2 separate regions of the Mus musculus genome follow, and region 2 is linked to region 1. Evidence: chromatin contacts called from public Hi-C data. All regions are on one chromosome and are shown on one strand. The core of a region is the stretch at or near the end of the contact, and the rest is flanking DNA. Distances in the headings are between cores, read along the strand shown.

Region 1 (6,481 bases), core at 2,119-4,618:
CCTCATGAGCTCACCATCCATAGCTTTACATCATGGCTCAGGAAAGGCAGCCACAGGCAGAGCCCAGGCCAGTCACTTGGTGTAGGGTACAGGGTAGGGCATAGGGTATAAGCACCAGGTGTCATGGTGGCTATTGAAATCTGCGAGACAAAGGGAAAGAGACAGAGGCAGAGGGAAGAAATGGAGGCATGCCGGTTTCTAGAGCACTGTTTGTTCGTCTTTACTTCTGCTTTGCCCCTTGCATAAGCCTAGAGTGGAACAGTGCTGCCATGAGCATAGTTAAAATATATATAAAATACAAACCAAGCTAGACCAAAGAACTGGGTACAATCACAGGCAATGGGCCAACCCTGGCAGGTGCTGGGCCTTCCCTGCTTGAGCCCCAGCTCCGTGCCTTCCTTCTGTCCCCCCTTACTGGCAGAACCTGGGGCTTGCCAGAGCACACAACATTGATTCCTTTCCCAATACTTAATAGCATGGGTCATGTTTGTCGCTGAGCCCAAAGGCCTGGTGGCCAGATCTTGCTAGCTGGGTGTTCTGTCTCTGACCCTGTAGGGAGGTGGCTCTGGATCACTGGCCTTTCATGTGAAGTCACCTCTTCACTAGGGTGTTAGGAAATAAGAAGGGTCTATCATGCTAATCTCCAGGTTATCTTGACAGTTTGTGTGGTCTCCTTTAAAGAAGAACAAAAACATGCCCCACCCCAACAGAAAACAAGTCTAGTTGAACACGGAGTTGGGAGGACGATGTGTTATCGATTCCTTCGGGGGATGGTAGGAAGGTCAAGCAGGCAGATTATCTCCACACTGACATTTCATTTTTTGCTCCAAGTTTTACTACATCCTGTCCCATTAGTCCCCCTCCCTCAATGATAGCAGTAGTCCAATCCTCAGAAGAATCCTGTGAAAATGGACAGCACTTTTCTCTATGCTGCACTGGAGTATCATAGAGAAAATGAGCCTGTGCTCTGATATCATCCCAGGAGAGCAGAGGGTGACCTTGGAGAGGTCAGGGATTCCCACTGATTCAGTTCCTAGAGACAAGAAGCTGCTTGATGAGAGAGAGAGAGAGAGAGAGAGAGAGAGAGAGAGAGAGCCTTCCTTAGAGCCTCACGGTTGGAGATGAGCCTCTTTAGGACTATCTCTCAGAAAGAGGTGGCCTTTGGTGAACTGATGCCAGTCCTAGGATGAAGAGCTGCTGCGTGGTGGGTAGATACTCTGAGGGACCAGAGGCTGTTTGTGAGAGCAAGGGTCCAAACATTTGAAGAGCTGCTGTTTAATAGAAGGTCCAGGTTTCTCTGGGTAATCCTTGCCAGGTGAATGCAGAGAGGATCCTAATGTTGGAAGAGAAGGAAAGGAAGATGGAAGATCTTTCCAGCAAGCATTAGAGTGTGAAGGTTCTCAGGGATTAACACTGACTCTGCAAGGAAGAGTCAAATATTCATCTGCAATCCATAACTCTTTTTTCTCAAGTTCAAATCTAAAACTTACAACAAGTTTAAACCAACACCCGTCTAACCGCTAATCTAGGTAATAGCTTCCCTCCTCAAGCAGCTTTGCTGGGACACAGTGGTGACAATCCATCACTTTGCCTCACGTCTGCCCACATTCCTTACCTGCAATGCTGCTGGTCCTTTGGAATGTAGTATTTAGTTATGCTTTTAAAATCATGGCTGTCCCCCATGACTTTTGCTTGTTCAGGCTTTCTGAACCGCTTTATACACATTTACTCTAGAACTGTGTGACCCTGTGGCCACATTGTAGGTTCTACTGATGGTTCTGTTTATTCAGTAGAGCTCTGCTTGGACAGTCCATCTCCCAACTACTCTCAGCCCACCCTCCCTATACAGACTGGGCTGTCCATGGGAATAGAGGGTGGTTCCAGGCCCTGACTCTCATTGGAAAGTTATAAATCTGAATCACAAAGTGCATCTGTAACATTTCTGTGTCTCTATTCGCATGGTCTAAGTCCATTGGTAGTACTTGCTTGATATACTGCAACCGCTCCACAAACATGTCGAGGAGGCTGCACCCAGAACTTTCTACAAGTCTTTTATTTTCCCCCAGACTTTTCTCAGTAAGCCACCCTTCCCAGGTCTGTGGGGTGCAGGCCTGGGTCTCTCCTGTTTTGCTCTGAACCTCACTTCCAAGTAGCTGCACTGCTGCTTGGCCTGTCTTCTGCACTGAACCCCCTCCCTTCTCCAGCTCAGGGTGTTTGGCTGTGCCTCAGAACCCTTCATGGGCCATACAGAGGGGTAACAGGAGTGATAACATTACCATCAAATTCCTTGCACCTTTAAAGGGGACAACAGTCCTCAGCCTAGGTATGCGCACGAGGGGCAGTGGGGGGGGGGGGGGGGAGAGAGAGAGAGAGAGAGAGAGAGAGAGAGAGAGAGAGAGAGAGAGACTCAGAGCTCAGTTTGTCTTTCACCGCCCTCTGCTGGTTGAGGTGGGGACTTTTAAAAAATCAAAGAACTGAGCTGAGAACTATGCAGTGGACTCTGATATCTGCAGGAACTTGGTAAGACAAGGGTGGGATAGGATGGGGGTGGGGTAGGGGTGTGGCCAAAAGTTTATATTTTATGGAGGAACAAAGTGATGTTAAGAAACCTTAAAGCCACTGTGTCTGAAATAGAAGCAGTGTTGCACAACCGGTTCAGTCCGATCCGCAGCCCAGGCGCCACCTGGTGCTGAACTTTTTCTGTCCATGCCCAGGTACCTCTTTACCACCCAGAGACAGAGGGAGTGGGAAGCAAGAATGCACAAATCCTTTAAACATGGGGCTACGTGGGGACAAAAGAGCCACAAGAGATTGAGGTCTGGCTTCTATCTTATAGCTACAATAGTCTTTTAGTGCCACCCAGGCGTGTGACAGGCCCCCTCTTTCTAATCTGTGAAGGGCTGTTCTCTGCTAATTTAGAATGGGGAGTGCAGGCTTTGTTTCCAATTTGTGTCCCGACACACCATCTTGATAGTGAGATGGGTGCTGACATATATTTTTATTGCAGAGATGAGGACCAGAGATGTGAGACTCTCGTGGCTACACAGGGCATAGAGATACTCACATCTTATTCCCACCATTCATGGGTGTGACTGTCAGGGAATCACTGGCAAAATGAACCCTTGCCAGTGGTGGCCAGTAAGGAAGCGGATGGGAGGCAAACTCTTAAGAAAGATGGGATCCGTGTCTCCCAGAGAGGTGGGATTTAAATAAACAAAGCAAGACAGAACCCAGGGGCAACGGGGGCCCCGAGAGAGCAGTGCAAATACAGATGTCCAGGGCCGGTGTACCGAACAGAGCAGAGGAGGGAGGTGGGGGCCAGGGCAGGACAGCTCTGCTCAGCAGTAGCTCTGGGGGTGAGCAGTTGTGAGCCTAGCCTGTGGGGAGCTGGGAGGGAAGATTACTTCTCTAAAGGTTGGCAGATCCTCTCGTTCCCATGACGTAAAGGAAATCGTGGAAACTTTCTGTCTGGGACAGGATCCAGGCACTCGAAGTCCTTGCCAACACTGTGATTTCTCATCTGTATGTTTGAAAGGAAGTTAAATAAATACGAGTTTTAATAATCTCTCTCATCGCTGACCACTGCCGTGAGCGCGACGCTGTGCTAAGCACCTCCGGGGCATCATCTCCTTTACCCTCCAGTACCTACAGGTCAGGCATGATTATTATCCTCATCTATGGCAAGGGGATTCTAATGTCTGGTGACACACAGGTGTACTAGCTAGTTACGAGTCTAAGTTTTAAGTGTAAACTAAGAATTTTGTTTCTCTTCATCCCATACCCCTGCTGTAAATGGCAATCTTCAGAGAACCCGCCCCCCGGCCCCCCGGTGTGAAGTGGATCTGATTTTTCCTACTGTGAGGCAACAAGAGGAGCCTTCAGAATTCCTTTGAGTGTTCTTAGGACACTTAGGTAGGTCTAACAAGTCTCTTCCCCAAAAGATACATGTGTTGGTGAAAACAGCTCAGTTTTTGAAGAAAAGGGAACCTACCTGCAGTTCTCAAAATGACCAGACGGTGGCAGTACACCATCAGTGATGCCATAACTTTTTTTGAGGTTTAAAGTTTGAGAAAACTGAATGCTGAATAGGTTTTTATGGGGACACAGAATTTTCGGTGCTAGAGCTCATTAAGCAATGCAGATAAAAATGGATAGCCTACAAAAATTTAATTTCTGTTTTCAACAGTATTTAGTTCATTGTTCAAAGTTGGTGATGCTATAGCTATCTATCCATCTTTAGGGTGAGCGTTGCCTTAAAGCTGATGGAGCACCGCCTAGAAAACAAAACAAAACCCTCAGTGCAGGGCTTAGGAAAGAATGTCCTACAAGGAGAGGGATGCTAACCTTGGTTTAAATATAAATTAAACCCTCATCATCTTTTACAGTTAAGTGAAACTTCTCGAGACAGCGGTGAAAGGTCTCCCTTCAGATATCCAACCAGACTTCACCTGAGGGGTTTTTCTCTCTGGCTTTAACTTTGTATGCCCCCCCCACCCCCCAAGCCTTTGAAGTGGTTATTTTAATATTTGTTGTGCTAGTGAAAGGGCCTGGTTTTAGTCTCTGTTCGCATTGCATTTCCAGGCCAAACATTTGATGTTTTTGCATCGCTCCCTTCCGGGGACCACGACTCCACTTTGTTTTATGACCAGAGCTGAAGCCAGCACCCATGACCCCGGAGAAGGGGACTGAGTTATTTATCCCCTCGGACGTTTCATTAAAGCACGGTTCATCTCCGCAAACAGTGTTTCCTAAACATGCTCTCTGATTACACAGAATGTTTTGCCTGTCCAGCTAAGCCATATTTTTTTAAGGGACATTTTTAAACACGCATGTTCAGGAACTCGAGCACCCGGTGGGGCGGGGGCAGCCCGGTGTGCAGCATTTAGAAGTGGAGTTGCTTCCTAATAAATACACAGCGGGGTCCTACAGGCGTGGGAGGTCCGTTCATATTTGTGGGAGTTAAGAGCATGGATTCCAAGGGAATTCAGAGTACAGACACTTAAAATAACACCAGTAAAGCTACATTAACCGCAGTGCCCTCAACACGTTGCCTTGAATGTGGTGCAATTTTTATTAGGTGAGGTTTTGTATGTTAAAGCCAGAAAACAAAACCAAACAGAAAAGCCAAAGAAACGGGCAAAACTTGGGATAATCCCTCTGTAAATATTTAATGAGAAACAGAACTGAGGTAGGTCGCCATTCATCTACTTTGATAACAGAGTCTGTGGAGGCTCTCCTAGTGGACTCTGGGGCAGCAGGGCAGATCTCCCCTGGAGCAGCTCATCCAGGCTGTGGCTAACACTGACATACTGACACTTGTCACGTTCAGCCGGATGGCAGCTCATGTGGGCAGGACACGTTTGACCAGAATTCCCCAGTGTCCCTCTGGAAGGGAAGTGGGTTATGTTTCGTGACCAGGGTTATCTTTATTTACTCATGTTCAGGTCAGCAGAAGAAAACGCACTGCATTAAAGTGTCGCAGGGCCATCATCCCCTCTGCTTCACCAGCCTGGGTTTCTGTTCTGGATCCCGTCTGCCTCCCACTCCCACCCCCACCCTCCAGTCCTCCCAGGGCAATCCTAGCTTAGCAGCTGCCAAGAAGTCAGAAGTGGCTGACCTGCAAGCCCCTTAGAGTCACAGCCTGTGTCAGGAACAAAGAAAAGACTACCTCATGTCCCTTGCAGATGCACTGAGAAATCTGAGGTCACTCTGTGAGGATACATCTGATGCCCTCCGTTCTCCTCTATCAGACTCCTTTACTGACAACCGAGACCCCTCACAGTGTCTTTTGATTATCAAGTGAATGGGATAGTATTTCCAAGGCCTTTCTGTAGTAAACTCTCATCAGCCTGATTCTCAGATAGAGTATGAACTTAGAATACTGAATTATGAACAAAACAGAGAGATGACTTAACTGAAGGAGGCTCTAACGAGTATGCGTATGCTTTGACAGATGTAGAGTATTTTTGATTTTGGATTTTTTTCCTTTGGGGGAAAATATTTTATTTACTTTTCTTATGTCCATCTGATAGGCATTATCAATAAGTGGAAAGAATTAGCTTTCACGGATTCCATGGTGAATGGTAAGTGTGGTAGATACATTTAACCTGACTGTATCATGATACGTATTCATGATTAGTGAATTGTAGTGTTGTGGTTCATGTCTTAGTCTTTCAATAGTAACCATAATACCCTAGTATAATCATTAGATGTACTATCTAAAAAATGGAACTGTTGGCAAAGCCCACCCCCCATCACACACACACACACACACACACACACACTTCCTTAAAGCAGAGCTTACCCCTGTGTTCTTAGCCACCACTGAATTTTTTTTTTTTTTTTTTTTTGCTCTCAACTTTCACTAAATAACTAGAGGTGGCCACCAGACAATAAATTCTCCTTGATAGCCCTTCCCATCTCCTTCAAGATGTAGCACAGCACAGCTTGCTCCTGAGAAATTTAAAACGCTTTTGTTTGT
Region 2 (6,481 bases), core at 2,041-4,540, 250 kb after region 1:
CAGCCTCCAAATGAGACAATAACATAGCTCTAGAAGAACATGAGGCTGGATGTGAAGAGGTGGAGAGGGACACATGGTTGATTAGAGTGGATACATAACGAGCGTGTGAGGCCAACAGCCAGCAAGACCTACCCCTTGTGGTGAATGAGAAGCCCCTTCTGACTTTCTCCATGGCTTCAATAACACCCTTGAATATCTTCCTTCCCGTACTCTTTACCACAAATAGACACATCTCAGGTCAACACAGCTTCTTCAAACTTAAGAAGGTGCTGCTCTTTGAAGTTACACTTCAGAGGATGATTGTCCTTGGGTCATTGATTGCAAGGTAGGCATCAGGAGGGCCACAGAGCCTCACAAGTATATCAGGAAGAAAGGAGGTCTGGAGGAAGTGTTCAGGAATGTTAGGACAAAATCCCCAACCTGATTCTCCTTGGCTGTTGTACCATCCACATGCACTGTTCCAATCTAGTCATGACAGGCTCGTGTTTTGCAAGCATGGCTGCCCTTGCCCCACCCAAAACTCCTCACAGGCTTGGTGTTATGTGAGCATTCTTTTTAAAGGATAGGAAATTTGAAGCTAAGAGGGAATTTGCCAAAGTGACAACCCAAATATTAACCAGCCTGGGCATCTAGAGTCCAATACCACCATCTGGGGCACTGCAGACCGCCAGCAGTTTTTTTGTTTGTTTGTTTTTTGTTTTTTGTTTTTTTGTTTTGTTTTTTTTGATGGTGACAATAGCCAAGAAGACAGAAGAGAATGTTGTTTGTAATGAAAGTGGTCTGTTCCCATTAACCAAAATCCTGCCCCACAGCAGGAACCATGGCAGTCAGGTGTGGTGGCACAGGTCTTTAACCCCAGCCCTCTGGGGGTGCAGAGGCAGGTGGATCTCTGCATTTGAGGTCTGCCTGCTCTACAGAGTGAGTATCAGGACAGTCAGAGCTACACAGAAAAACCCTATCTGGAAAAACAAACAAAAAAACAAATGAATGAACAAGGAAGGAAGGAAGGAAGGAAAGAAGGAAGGAGGAAGGGAGAGAGAGAGAAAGAGAAGAGAGAGGGGGAAGAGAGAGAGAGAAGAGAGAGGAGGAAGAAGAAGAAGAAGAAGAAGAAGAAGAAGAAGAAGAAGAAGAAGAAGAAGAAGAAGAAGAAGAAGAAGAAGAGAGAAGAGAAGGAGAAGAGAAGGAGAAGTGGGGAGAAGAAAAGAAACCATGTTAAGTCAGAAAGGAGAATATTCCCTCTGATCACCCCTGCCCTTCAGCAGCAAAAGCAAAACTGGGACTAAAAACAAAGACATTAAAGCATCTCTAGTGAATCTTCTTCTAGGCCTTGTCTTCTCTGGAAGCCCAGCCCACACCACACTCAGAGAACATCTCAGGCCTGGGACCCCCTCACAATGGGAGATTGATGAGCAAGGAGTGGGCACCCTGAATTCTTCGGGTGTCTTCTCAAGGCATCCCACCCACACAGAAGCCTTTCAGCTCCTTCCTCTTGAACGCCGTGCCTCAGATGGCATTCAGTGGGAGGCGAAGCTGACTGCTCAGGAGCTTCTCAGAGTCTGACCCAGCAGCACATCAAAGCGCCTGACATTTGCCCTGGGAAGACCCCGTGTCCCATTCCCAAAGAGAATCTACCCACTGTCGACGATGACCAGAACTGAGACTTGGAAAGTGGTGACAATGCTCCCCATACAATGAGAGCACAAAGGCGCCTTCACCCTCCACCCAGTGTCCTGTAGATGGAAGCTACAATAGCTGCCACTCATTGCACCCTCATCATGGTCCAGATCCAACATCAACCAAATAATGACAGTTTATCTTCAGAAGGAGGGAAGCTGTAGGTGCTTCCGTTTTATGGATGGCAAAACTGACACTCAGAATCCTTCAAAGGCTACGAAGAACTAATTAATATCTAGTTCCAGCATGAGCACTCTGATCCAATATCCCATAATGTGTCCGGCTGCTCAATAATGTTTCATGGGGGGCAGAGAAAGTTACATTCTTAAGTGAGTGACATTTCAGGTTCTCTCCCATGTTTTTGTTTTGTGTGTGTGTATGTGTGTGTGTGTGTGTGTGTGTGTGTGTGTGTGTGTGTGTGTGTGTGTATGTGTTTAGAGAGATGTCAAGATAATGGGGAAAACCTTAACACATCACTTGCAGTCATCATCATCAACATTTTGCTTTTAGGAAAGTTTCACAAACACAACTGAGCAGAATGGGGATGAGAGTGAAGGCAGGTCTCCTCTTCTGAGACAGCTGAGGCTAACCCAATGAAACACAATCCAATAAGAGCCCAGCCAGACAAAGCACAGCATAGGGGGGTGTGGAGGGTTCACTCTATTTGTACTCTATCTGCTTTCCATAGATGTAGTCCAGCATCATCTTCCCCAGGAGAGAAAACAGGACACGAGGGAGATGACAGTTTCCCTAACACTGGCCCTGTCCACTTCACATAGCGATCTCTCTCTCTCTCTCTCTCTCTCTCTCTCTCTCTCTCTCTCTCTCTCCTTCTGCTCCCATTGTCCTTAAACTAAGCTGTCTTTGATTAATTTTTCAAAGTCATGCTTTTAAACTTTTATTCATTTAAGGAATTTTAGGATAACTACCCCCCCCCAAATTAGCTAACATGCATTATTTCTTAAAAAACTAATGGAGTAATTCCAAGAGAAAGAAAACTTTCAGGGGTACAACATATACATGCCTCTACCTTCTTTGTTAAAACCTTATTTCTGTTCTTTTAAAGAACCTAATGGCTTCTGGTTGTTTGGGTTAGTTTTCACTCCTGAACAATGTGTGCAAAGGGCACTTTAAGAAGGTTCGGGGGTAACCCTGAAAGGGTTTGGTGCTGAGGGGGTTATTTGATACACATCAGGGAGAGATGCATTAGGTGAAATCTCACAGAAGAATATTTATAAGTCAGCCTTTATTGAGCCAAATGATAAGAAATTATCTTTGTGAGCAGGCAAAGATTATATTTCTCTATCACAGAAGCAGAACAAACAGAAAGACAGACTAGCTCTACCAGAATTTAGATCACAGCAAATAAACGTGGCATATCCTATCAAAAAGAAGAAGAAAGAAAAACGCTAATTGACCTTCTGGACATAGCCTGACAGTCAAGACACAAAACCTCAATTGTGAACAGGCTCCATCTCAAGAGCAGCCTGAGGGAGGATTTGGCAAAATGAAGTTTAGGCTTGGACTAATTTCACATGCTAATGAGACTCTCCTGATAAAAGCTGCTTTATAATGGGCGCTAACCAGTTGGCAGATTAACACGATTCAGAACCAACAGAGCAGGAATTAGTCATGTTTGTCATGATACCATATGGCTGGAGAGAAACCGCCAGAGTCTGGTTTAGCCTATTATAGGGCTTGTTTACGGGAACAATGTAGTTAGGCATCCCTGGGAAATCAGTGCAGACTCTAACAGCCCTCTGGAAAGGACACGGTGCAAGGTTTAGACGCAATCCCTTATCATCCTCTGGAAGAAACTAGGATCCATCAAAATCAAGTGGCAGAGATGTCGACATTCCCTCATTCTCTAAAACCCCTGCTTCAAGCAAAGAAAATGTAACAAAAACCATGAATTTAAAACCCAAACACCCCAATAGAGCACCCCCTAGCCTTGTGTGACAGTTTCAGCTTAAATCTGAATGGCACCTCATCGTCACAGATCTAAAATGTAATCATATACTCACTTCATGTGTCCAGCATCCGCGTGTGGACAGTGGCTACCATGTTAAAGAGGACAGGCGGAGAACATTTTGATCACGGCAGAAGGCTCTATCAGCCAATGCTGCTCAGGAGTCAAGGCTCTCCCTCCACAAACATAAGCTTCCCTCACTTTCCTCACTTTCCTCACTTTTAAAATTTAAAGAAAATAATAGCATGCCTCCCGGAAAGTGAGGCCATTTTGGAGAGGATGGTGATGGTAATACCCCTCCCCCCCCATGTGGAGCCTTCATCTAACCAGGTCTTAGTATTTGCTTCAAGGGCACACATGCCATGCTGGAGGCTTTTCTCCCAACTATAAAAAGTCCCTCTGTCTTTGTCTTTGGGGACACACACACACACACAGACTCCAGAAATAGAACATATGCTAAAGCTTGAAAAGATTACATCAAACAGGATTCCTATTATCCAACTGATTCAGCATTTCTTCAGTTAACTCCCCCTATGCTGTGTACCTGGATCATGCTGGTTAATAACTGGTACCTCAGTTATTGCAGATGTCTTCCAGAAGGCATGTGTGCCCCATGATAAAGCTAGACCGTATCAACCCACATAGAGAACATCGGTTCTGTCTCTCTTACATTGTTGGTCTAAGAGACATTGTATTATTGCGATATTTGATCCATATGATATTGAATTATATTTGTATATAATCCACATACAAATTTCCAGTTTTTGAAAGTCAAAAATAGAATCATGGAATGCAGGGGTACTTGCCTATACTCCCAGCATTCAAAAATCAGGAACAGGAGAAGTTCAAGGCTGACCTGGACTACATAATAAGACCTTATTTTAAAACAAAACAAGTCAAACACAGGCATCTTCGTTTGGTTTAGACTAATACTTATTCCAAAACAACCTTAGCACATGGGCTCAGAGATTGAGTAGTAGTTGAGAAATGCCTGAGTTCAAATCTTACCTTGTCACTTAATAACTGGATGTCTTTGAGAAGCCAGTAGATGAATTAGAAAAATAGATGCCACTTGTGAACCAAAAGAAAATAGGTTATTGTGAAAAATCCCATTTTGTATGGTGAAAAACATCATTGAAGACTACTCACATATTCTCAGAATAAGGCTTTTAGCTGTCCATACACCACCTTTGCCAGGGAACATCTATCTTAGGAAATAAGGCGAAGAACAAAAATACAAAGATAGCCCCCCTAAATAACAATGATGTCAAGAGGACCAGGAGCCCCGCTCCTCATCCCGGGCCTGATGGAGGTACTTACAGTTTATCTAGGACTGTGCAAGGAAAGCTTCCCCAGAGACAGAAAGAAGCCACATCTGGAACATCCAGAACAGGGCTTTAAATACAGACACTGGTCTTGAACTTCTGTAGCTTAAGAGCATCGTCATCGCACAGTAATGTTCAGCATTATTTCTCAAGGCAGCAGAAACACAGGGCTAACCTCCCCACGTTGAGCCTTTTTAATTCATCAAAGCAACCATGGTACTAAGCTATGGGATGGATAAAGGGCAGTGAGGGGCCAGCACCAAAAAGGAGGCCAGGGAAAGAGGCAGCCTGTGGGCCCTGGAAGCAGACCTTGAAGACAAATAGGCAGGTGCCAGAAAAGGAAAAGCAGACCAGGTTGGGACCAGGAGAAAAAGAGAACTGTGGCTAAGACAGAATCCAAGCAGAGAAACTGTGAACTCTAAGAGCTTACCTCATGGGGCAGACAATCTGTGAGCCAGGTGAATCCCAGGATGGGATTTAACAACATATGAACATGAGAGAGAAGAACGGGACTTCTTTATGCTAAAAACTCATCATGTAAGATGTTTTGCTTCCAATCAGTAAGTTCCAGCTTGCTACTGAAGTGAAGACGAGGCAGCCTTAATTTTAAACATCAATACGCACTCATTCACACCAGCTTTGTTTATAATTATTACAGTGTGTGTGTGTGTGTGTGTGTGTGTGTGTGAGAGAGAGAGAGAGAGAGAGAGAGAGAGAGAGAGAGAGAGAGAGAGAGAGAGAGAGCTAGTTCCTGGGGATAATAACCAGGTTGTCAGGCTCAGCCACACCTATTCGCACTGAGAACCCTACCAGCTCCCAATGTAGCAATCTGAGAGAAAGCACAGAATTTGGATTCAGAGAAAGCTGAGTGATGTAGCCGGTTCATTGCTTGTTAACTTCATGACAGAGAGTGTTATTCAAGTCTAGGAAGTCAGCTGCTACATTTTAAAACACCTTTACTGTTCTGTGGTAAGTCTGGAGGAGCCACACCCAGCAAATACCCAGAACTTGCAAATAGTAAGGTCTCTTCCCTGAATTGATGACTCATTTCTTAGCAACTGAAATGGTTGCTAGATTTACTTTCTTTGTTGTCTTTTGGGTCTGTCTGTCATTTCCTTGGTAACCTTGTTGGATATACATCCCTTTCGAAGAGTAAACAGGCTCTGTGTCTACTCTTCCTATGTTGGTTTCGAAGTTCACTTTTGTGCTTGCTTTTGCTTTTGTTCTTAGTGCAGGCAGCACCTCTAGGCCAAATGTCAACACTAGAAGGAGTCTGTTGTCTATTGATGACAACAGGGTAGAAAAAAAAAAATATCCTCAAAAGCAAGATTATCCTCTACACCTGCCAAAAAAATCTAAGCCATCTGCCCACCGCCTCCCACCGAGAGCATCTGTTCCAGGCGAGGCCCCTGGCCCTCAAGGTGCACTGCTCAGTGCTTTGCTGGCCAAAGGAAGGTCTTGGGTCCCAGGTCTTCCAGCTTATCAGGCTCAGACATCAGTGGCCACAACTGAA

The links. Hi-C and Micro-C count contacts between places; a contact is called where the count stands out from the background.
Region 2: a contact with region 1 is called in a Hi-C map of cerebellum, with 2.6 times the contacts expected there. The contact joins two enhancer-like sites. A contact is called at or near these places in 4 of 484 Hi-C or Micro-C datasets (cerebellar granule neurons, cerebellum, nephron progenitors and 1 more) and 1 of 9 other capture datasets (embryonic stem cells).

Annotation. Positions count from the first base shown.
Region 1 is chr6:50,804,308-50,810,788 of GRCm38.p6, forward strand. All of the region lies in intron 4 of C530044C16Rik (RIKEN cDNA C530044C16 gene), which reads left to right. It overlaps Gm31455 (a long non-coding RNA gene), which reads right to left. Exons shown (of 5, transcript XR_869068.3): 4 at 3,405-3,520; 5 at 1-1,333. Among named protein-coding and RNA genes, the nearest start is that of Gm31455, 15 kb to the right of the region's middle. Within about 2 kb of position 3,369, at least 106 of the 459 cell types and tissues checked have an H3K27ac peak or open chromatin away from gene starts, as enhancers often do. A contact at or near this core is called in cerebellum and neural progenitor cells, where this site is marked.
Region 2 is chr6:51,054,156-51,060,636 of GRCm38.p6, forward strand. The region is part of intron 3 of Gm46959 (a long non-coding RNA gene); the gene reads left to right. It overlaps Gm31746 (a long non-coding RNA gene), which reads right to left. Exons shown (of 2, transcript XR_869077.2): 1 at 3,699-6,481. Among named protein-coding and RNA genes, the nearest start is that of Gm31746, 3.9 kb to the right of the region's middle. Within about 2 kb of position 3,291, at least 35 of the 459 cell types and tissues checked have an H3K27ac peak or open chromatin away from gene starts, as enhancers often do. A contact at or near this core is called in cerebellum and neural progenitor cells, where this site is marked.